Linked DNA regions of Mus musculus: region 2 is linked to region 1. A link is a contact called in public HiChIP or PLAC-seq data. All regions are on one chromosome and are shown on one strand. The core of a region is the stretch at or near the end of the contact, and the rest is flanking DNA. Distances in the headings are between cores, read along the strand shown. Region 1 holds the start of 4931429P17Rik (RIKEN cDNA 4931429P17 gene). Region 2 overlaps A330033J07Rik (RIKEN cDNA A330033J07 gene).

Region 1 (3,956 bases), core at 10-2,509:
CTCTCTTTTATTGCTCCACTAAATACTTTTACCAGCAAATGCTTTTGGGGTGCATTTTATTTATGGATTTTTTTTTTCACGATGCTGGATAGCTTTTGTCTTTTTTAGTGCCTTCTAGTTATGGTTGTAGGCTGATCATTTTCTGGTTGGTTTCACACTGAGCTGCCTTAGAACTCGTTGGGAGTGGTAATCGCTTTCCACTGTTTGTATTTTGTTTCCCCCTAGTCTTGTGCTAACTCTTCCCGACTCCAGCAGGAAATTTGCTGTGCCACACATTCACTCTGGGCACCGCTAACACCTCCATGGATAGATCAAGTAAAAGATGTAAATGTTTCTTATTCAAACAAGGAAAGACAAAATCTAATCAACCCTACCAGCAAAAGGAAAAAAAAAAAAAAAGATTGAGAGCTGGAAATCCCCGCCCTCCAACACCCCCGTAAGTGAGATTTGTGAGAGAGAAACGGGTTTATAAATCTGTGTTGGGAAACAAAAACAAATTATAAAAGACCCCTAAAGGAAAAGATTTTGATGGCTTAAAAAACAGCTTGCTTGGCATTCCGTGCTTAAGTTTAAAAATGAAAGTAACACGCTAGAGAAATCAGCAGTAGCAACCTACCAGATTTCTCAACTAGAAGGACCCATCAGAGTTTGTTAGAAGGAACGTAAGAAAAGTTGGAGGACTTTCTGTCACCTTGAACCCTGGTTACTAAGCTCTGGGTGTAGCTAAGGGGTAGTTCTCACAGCTGAGAGCCCTGGAAGGCTCAACCTGAAGGTAAGAATAAAGTTACTGCAGAGCAGACCCGCCTGGGGGCAAAGTGTCACAACCAAAGGCTTGACCAAGGGCCCCAAATATAAGAAATTCACGTGACCAGAATAGAAGCTACTAGTGTTTGGATCTTTTTACACAAAGTTGATTTATGTTTATGTACATGTTTGTGCACGAGCTTACTTGTCTGCATTTGCATTGCTTGTGTGCAGGGACTCTCAGAGGTCAGAAGTGGCCTCAGATGCCCTGGGATCTGAATTCCAAGCGATTATCAGTCTCCTGCTATAGGCACTGGGAACCAAACCCAGGTTCCCTGCATGAGCAGAGAGCTCTTAACTGCCTAGCCAGCTCTCCAGCTGGTCTCTCCTAGCTCAGATACCGGCGGCAGTCTTTTCCTGCAGGGTTCCCAGAGTTCATCTGCTTCCATAAGATGGTGTCTGAGAGGAGGAAGGGCTGCAGGCAGGAAGTGATGTCACAGGTGGGCTGGCAGCTAGAAACATGGATTCTGATTACATAGAGGGCTGCAGGCCATCAAAACCCAGTGCTAATCAATGATTCGCTCAGACCCCAGACCCAAGGTCATCTGGCCGCGCTTCTGGGATTCTAGAAAGCACGGATGGGGACGAGGAACGGGGGAAGAACAGAGGTTGGGGTTGGAGAGAGAATGAAGTATGTTTATTGTATATTTTTCCACTTTTAAAAGACTGTATTTTCTTAAGGTGTGTGTGTGTGCACATACGTGCGCATATACATGTACGTAAGCTAGCAGAGGGCATAGGATTCTCTGGTACCGGAGTAAGAGGGGATTGTGAGCCTCTCAGCAGAGGTAGCAGACCCTAAACTTGGGTCCTCTGCAAGAGCAGTATACAAGCTTAACTGCGGAGCCATCTCTCCAGCCCGCATTTTATTTCTCCTTAAACTAATCTGTTATTGTTCCCTCTGAACTATTTAGAGCTATTTGGGTTCCGTAAGTTCTGTGTCTGGGTGCTATCAGAGGCCTCTTCAAAGCAAACTTAAAGTATTTCCTTAAGCGGTGCACGCACAGGTTAATGCTACTCTGTGCACCTTGGCCTTTGGGGACTCTCAGTGGATAACTAATCAGTGCGTCTGTTGTTTCTAGGAAACATGGAGAGAAAACAATCACCTCTGTTCTCCTCTCTGGGCCAAAAGAGTGAGCAGTAATGAGCGAGCCTGGGAGGGCACCTGGGAACCACAAGCCCCAACACACAGGTTAGCATCGCCTGGCTGACCTAGCTCACAGGTGCGCCCGTTGCCAGGTAACACTAAGGGCCTCTGGGTGCTTTCAGAAGGCCTGCAGCTGGGCTCCGAGAGGTGTGGGCACAGCCTGGGGCCATGGCAAAGCAAAGCAGAGGGAGTTAGTTTCAGGGCACCCGGCAGGGCAGCCAATGCTCATCCCCGTGGCAAGTAGAAGCATGCTGGGTTTGGCCCTGAGTGCCAGGCAGGTCTGCCTTAGCTGCCTGTGCTGTGAGGAGCTTCTCTGATCACCTGCGGGCTACCCTATAGGTGTAGAACGGGGAGTGAAATCTGTTCTGCACAGCTAGGAACTCACTATTTATGATTGCATTTGTATTCCTATACGTTTGTGTTCCTGTTCATACTTATATTGTTTATATTTACATCTGCACATTTATGCTTATTAACATTGTTCATATTTACAATGATATACACATATATTGATAGCCTGACCTTGCAAAGTTATATTTGATTTTCTCTCTTGATCTTTGTGGGTGTGCATGTGTGGGTGTGAACATGTCAATCTTGTGTGTTAGTTCTTACCTTCCACCCTGTTGGAGACAGGGTTGTCTTTTTTTTTTTTTTTTTTTTTTTTTTTTTTTTTTTTTTTTTGGTGCTGTGTACACCAGGTGAGCCAATACACACGCGTCAAAAAATTCTCCTGTCTCTACCTCCCACCTCTAACTGGGAACACAGGAATTGGTCACACAGCAGCCTCTGGTCTTATTTGTGTTATGGGGATCTGTATATAGGATCTCGTGCTGAGTGGCAAGCCTCTCCCCACTGAACCATCTTCCTAGTCTCAAGGTCATAATTTTAAAAATTCCTGAGACAAATGTATGGAGTACATTTCTATATTCGGGGAAGGTACCATAATTCTTAAAGTGTTCCATACGGGTTTGGACAGAGCCGTTGATAGTTTGAAAGCACACAAGGGCTAGTCTCAGCTCGCAGGCAGCATTTCCTTCAACCTTGCCAGAGGCTCTGAAGGCTTGGTTTTCTCTGCAGTTCTATTTTACACAGACCATGAGTCACCATGGTCTCTTGCACATGGCTTTCATTCGGAGTCTGCCTTTTCTAACCCATGTATCTGAAGGATCTTGAATCCAAAATCTTGGTTCCAAATAACATCAGAAGTATCCAGCTCTGCTTCACTCTAAGCTACTGCTGATTTGTCTTTTGTGAGCCGTAATAGGCTTTGGCCAATTTGCACACTTGTAGGGTTCTGCTTTTCATTGTCCATGATCATGAGAGCCGGAGGTGTACACATAGCACAGGGCTACTATGTATAAGAGTACATAGTAGCCCTGTGCTAAGAGTACATGGTGGTGCATTATCATAGTCCTGGGGCCAGTTCTGAGATGCAAGTACAGTTGAAGCATCTGCAGCTTCCAGAGACTGTTAATGAGGTAGTTAGTTTCAGGGAAGGGTAAGTCTTGAGAGAGAACTGGCCAGCCTTTTCCGATCCAGGTCTTCTTCACACCCAAGTCTCTCTGGGCCTATCCATATGATCTGCATCTGTCTGGAGTGAAGAAAAGATGAACAAGAGGCCTTGAGGTTGAGGCAGAGGCAGCCAAGAGGCTTTCTCAACCACCTGGAATGGGGAGGCCTTGGGAGGGCACGCCAGCCAACCTTCCTAGCCTCAGGGCTACCATTCGGTTTTCTATGTTTGAGTCAATGTGAGGAAAGAAAGATTTATAGGTGCCCTTTCAACACCCATTTGCCAACTATTTATTGAACACCTACTCTCTCCTGAACTCTTCAGTGAATTCAGAAACCATGGCTGCAAACAATTCACCCTTCTCTGTCCTTTCCTGAATGCTCATCTTTTGACTCTAGGTCTTGCTCCAATCATCAGTCTAAGCATGCATTTGAATGTGTCAGCATAAGGGCCCCCTACAGAGCTGACAAAGTCACCACTTGCAGGAAATGGAGA
Region 2 (4,191 bases), core at 1,617-4,116, 220 kb before region 1:
AAGACTTTGAAGGAGATGTTTTCCTGTCTAGGCCATGACTTTCTTTTTCTTTTTTTCTTTTTTCTTCCCTTCTTCCTTTGCTCCCTCCTTACACTCCTCTTTTTTAAGAGAAACTTTAAGAACAGTTTTCAATTTACAGAGACATTAGAAAGGGAAGAGATTCCATACACTCTATACCTACGTGGCTCTGATTGCCAACGTCATTCTTTAGTGTGGTATATGTAATTAGTATCAAGGAGTTAACATTATTAGGAGCTGAAGTCTCTGCTTCAGTCAGACTCCCTTAGCTTCCCCCTAATGTCCTTGCTCTGTCCCAGAGTCCCATCTAGAAGCCCACATTACATTTAGTCTTCATCTCTCCTTAACATTCCTCTTACCTTATGCCTTTCTCCAGATTTCCCTTGGCAGTATGAAAGAGTTTGGTTCTCCCTGAAAAATAAACAGAAATAAAGAACTTGATTATGGGCCATGGACCTTATTTGGTGGATACTTTTCTAGTGGAGGCAGAATTCCCACTTCATTGGACAACTCGCTGCTGTAACCGCGATGCCTGGAAGAACACGAAGGAGAAAGAATTCATTTTGGCTCATAGTTTCCTAGGGCTTTGTCCATGGCTTTTGTCCCCAGTGTCAGGATGAAGAGTAGCATAGTGGAGGAAGCTATTTACTTTACCTTAACAGGAAGCAGACGAGGGAGAGGAGTGGGTAAGGGGAGGAAGAAACCCTCAGAGATCTGTTCTTGGTGACTTACTTCCTGGAGTTTGCGGTTTCCACCTTGTAAGGCTTCCAGAACCTACCAAAACAGCACTACTAGCTGGTTTGAAGAATTCAAAATGTGAGCTGAACTGATAACATCAACTGAGGCAGAGAGACCTCCGGGGAGGCCACCTCCAACAGTGCCTATATGGTGGCCTTTCTCCAAGGCTCTCCTGATGCCACTCAGGACGATTTATTTGCTCATCTTTGGGCCTCATTGTTCCCCTCAAAAGCACACAACTTTCCAATACCCACTTTTAATAAAACAAACAAACAAACAAACAAACAAACACCACTTGTTTTATCTTGCAAGGAAATCTACATTTTAATCAAAGAAATCCCCTGCCTCCTTTCTGAAAGGCCAAAAGACTTGGTCTTTAAAACCCACACAGTTCAGTTCACTGCCTCCTGGGGAGGAGGAGTCATCTGTATTCCATTCTACTTCTAGAACTGATGGTGGATTCACCGTGATTCTGGGGCAAAGAAATGACAGAGAAGTTGAGCCTGCATTTCTAACTAGAGCCACTGCCCACAGGAGGCTGGACGGGTGACAAGAGCAGAGTAAGCAGAGGAGGGGATGCCCTAAGAATCAAGTGTACTGGTTTGGAAAAGGAAGAAGGTGTGGGCCACAGGGACCAGCAGAGACTAGACTTCCCATAGGTAACATATCTGAACTGAGTTTTCAATTTGAGAGAGAAGCCACAGCCTGAGCTTGGAGCGGCAGAAAGCCCTGCAGAGTTCACAGAAATGAAGCAGGGAGAAAGGCGCCTGGGTGCCTATGAGGTCTAGAAGTGCTGAGAGCTGCCAGGTTAGGCTGCCCTGCTGCAGACAGCAGGGGCTCACTAGCTAGAGGAGAAAGGATTAGGCTGAGGATATCTGCAGTGGCTACACTGAGGAGTGAGATCTATCTTCCAAAAGGGATGGGGAGAGGGGGACGGTTGGATGTTCCCTTAACACAAACAAAGCTCTTGCTTGCTAAGCTTGTGGGTTGAGCAAGAGTTGGTAATGCAAGATTTAAAAGCGCGTCACTTGAGACCTGGAAACTGGCTGGCTGGGCAGAGATACCCTTTGGCCAAAGTGAAGTCCACAAGGCTATTTGCCCTCTAGTGGTAACCACAAAGCATTTTTTTTTTTTTTTTTTTACCCTGGCAGGAGACAGGATTCCTTATCTCTGGTCCAGAAAATGGACAGCTCAGAAGGCTACTGGCCACGATTGCAGGGAGCTGTCTGGTTTAGCATCTAGGCTTAATATATGCAGACTTAATATCAGTTAACTGGAGCAAGAGGAAAATGACACATTTTAATGATCCAGTATACCACCGGTTTTATCGCTTTTATTGGAGTCACTAAATTTGGCACAACTTTTTGGTATAACATTTGATAGATGATGGTGGGCTGCAACAACATATCCTAAGACATCGTTAATATGTTGAAGTGCAGTGTTCTATTTCAAATACACAGTATAGAAACGTATTGCCCGTTTCTCCATGTTTCTCAGAAACTACGACAGGTTCTGAGCAGTTCGTTTAGATTTTACACTTAACATCTAGAAGGAATGCTCTCCCTGCCTTTGCTGAAGGCATTTCACAGAACATCTCATTATTTATTTATCAGGATAAGACTCCAGAAAAAGGTAAGCTTACCGCTGCTCTGCCACCGCCTTGCGCATGAAGACATTCATAATTGATAGACCCGTTTCTTCCTGTGTAGCAGCTAAAATAAATCTAAGGTTAGGTCTGTGGGAATGCAAATCATGCTCTCGTTTTTGTTAAGAAATAAATAGGGGCATACATTAAAAGATGGTGCCAAGGGTGGAGCATGTGGGAGTGGGATAGAAGGGAGGGCAGGAGCTTGGAAAACAAGCTGTAAAGAAACCCAGCCCAGAAGAATATTTCAAACCACGCCTGGCTGAGAAAGTGGTCTCTGGTTCCTTTTGTGCAATCTTCCTTAAGGCAGGTAAAGCAAGCATTGATATGCTCACAAGTCTGCCTTCACGGGCAGGGATGCCTTGCAAGAAGTGGAGTATTTGAGGAGCATTGGACTTACAATGCCTCAGAAAACTCTGGGCTGATGAAGGTGTGTGTGTGTGGCGGGGGGAGGGGTACAGTTTACTGGAATACTTCTGTGCAGCACTAGAAGCGGAAGTGACATCACTGAGTCCTCCTCCCTTTAACGGATGACCAATGAGGAAGAAGAGATAGGTTTATTGGCCAGAGGGATATCTTGTCACCTTATGTAGCTATCAAGGAACAAAACACAGGTTAAAAATATATGTACATGGTATAATAATGATATTTTGGCAAAAATGAACAAAACCTCACAACATTGTGTGTTATTGATGTAATTACATAAAGCAAACTCACAGGTTTGCTCTAAATGGCAAGAATGATCTCAGGTGGAGGGGATTGTGTACAATCTTAATTCTCCCCCACTCACTTTTTGTTAGTTATCTGTATTAGTAAAGGTAGTTTTAAAAATGAAGATATGAATCAACATGGTGGCTCATACCTGTAATTCTAGCACTAGGGAGGCTGCTGTAACTTAGAAGTTAGCCTGGGCTACATCATGAGTTTCAGGTTAATCTGGGCTGTGCACCTTAACACGTGAGTACAGTTGATTTTCCTTCTTTTTCCCTTCCTCTGTCTCCCCACCTCTTTTTTCTTTGCAATGTTAGAGACAGAACCCAGGGCTTCATACATACTCACCAAGAATTCCATGACTGAGCTACGTCTCTAGCTCCAAATGTTTTTGTAACTGTCATCCTGAAGGTAGCTGTTAAGAAATAATAAGTGATTAATTGGGGTTTTAAAAAAACATTAGAAATGCCTACAGGAACTAGGAGAAAAAAAAAAAAAGAATGCTAATCTGATTTTAGAGTGACCTAGATATTTTTGTACCTGGAAGCAAATAAGACTGTATTATTTTATTTTGTAATTTTTAAGTTTTTTTTTTATAATTTGTTTAAGGAAATGATCTTAGAATTAAAGACACACACCAAACTCAAGCAAAGGTTTCGTGATCCACAGGATCTAATAAGAATGCATTGCCCAGCAACCTGGAATAAGTAAGGGTTTAATAAACACATCACTATTTTTGGTTTTTGGCTTTTGATTTTTGGTTTTTTGAGACAGGGTTTCTCTGTATAGCCCTGGCTGTCCTGGAACTCATTCACTGGTTGTGATGGCACACGCCTTTAATCCCAGCACTAGGGAGGCAGAGGCAGGCAGATTTCTGAGTTCTAGGTCAGCCTGGTCTACAAAGTGCGTTCCAGGACAAACACATCACTCTTATTGTAAGTATATAAATTTATTATAGCTCAAACAAACAAAAAAGTGAAAACTCTCCAAAATTGCACAAGAAATAATTGTATAATTTCTAACAAATACACAGTAAAGTTCAAACTGACACCTATAAAATACACCTATAACATTAGGTA

Evidence for each region. HiChIP or PLAC-seq counts read pairs in DNA pulled down with a chosen protein or histone mark.
Region 2: a contact with region 1 is called in an H3K4me3 HiChIP or PLAC-seq map of embryonic stem cells, with 22 read pairs. The contact joins the enhancer-like site here to the promoter of 4931429P17Rik in region 1. A contact is called at or near these places in 5 of 39 promoter capture datasets (the 3T3-L1 cell line, 3T3-L1-derived adipocytes, embryonic stem cells and 1 more), 4 of 484 Hi-C or Micro-C datasets (MC3T3-E1-derived osteoblasts, embryonic stem cells, nephron progenitors and 1 more) and 3 of 115 datasets of contacts at active chromatin or transcription factors (all in embryonic stem cells).

What each region holds. Positions count from the first base shown.
Region 1 is chr13:48,015,911-48,019,866 of GRCm38.p6, reverse strand. 4931429P17Rik (RIKEN cDNA 4931429P17 gene) reads left to right here and starts at 1,259. Exons shown (of 8, transcript NR_038004.1): 1 at 1,259-1,435; 2 at 1,887-1,996.
Region 2 is chr13:48,235,321-48,239,511 of GRCm38.p6, reverse strand. The region is part of intron 1 of A330033J07Rik (RIKEN cDNA A330033J07 gene); the gene reads left to right. It overlaps Gm36183 (predicted gene, 36183), which reads right to left. Exons shown (of 7, transcript NR_168048.1): 2 at 3,461-3,527; 3 at 2,399-2,468; 4 at 378-429. Among named protein-coding and RNA genes, the nearest start is that of Gm36183, 9.5 kb to the right of the region's middle. Within about 2 kb of position 2,866, at least 13 of the 459 cell types and tissues checked have an H3K27ac peak or open chromatin away from gene starts, as enhancers often do. A contact at or near this core is called in embryonic stem cells, where this site is marked.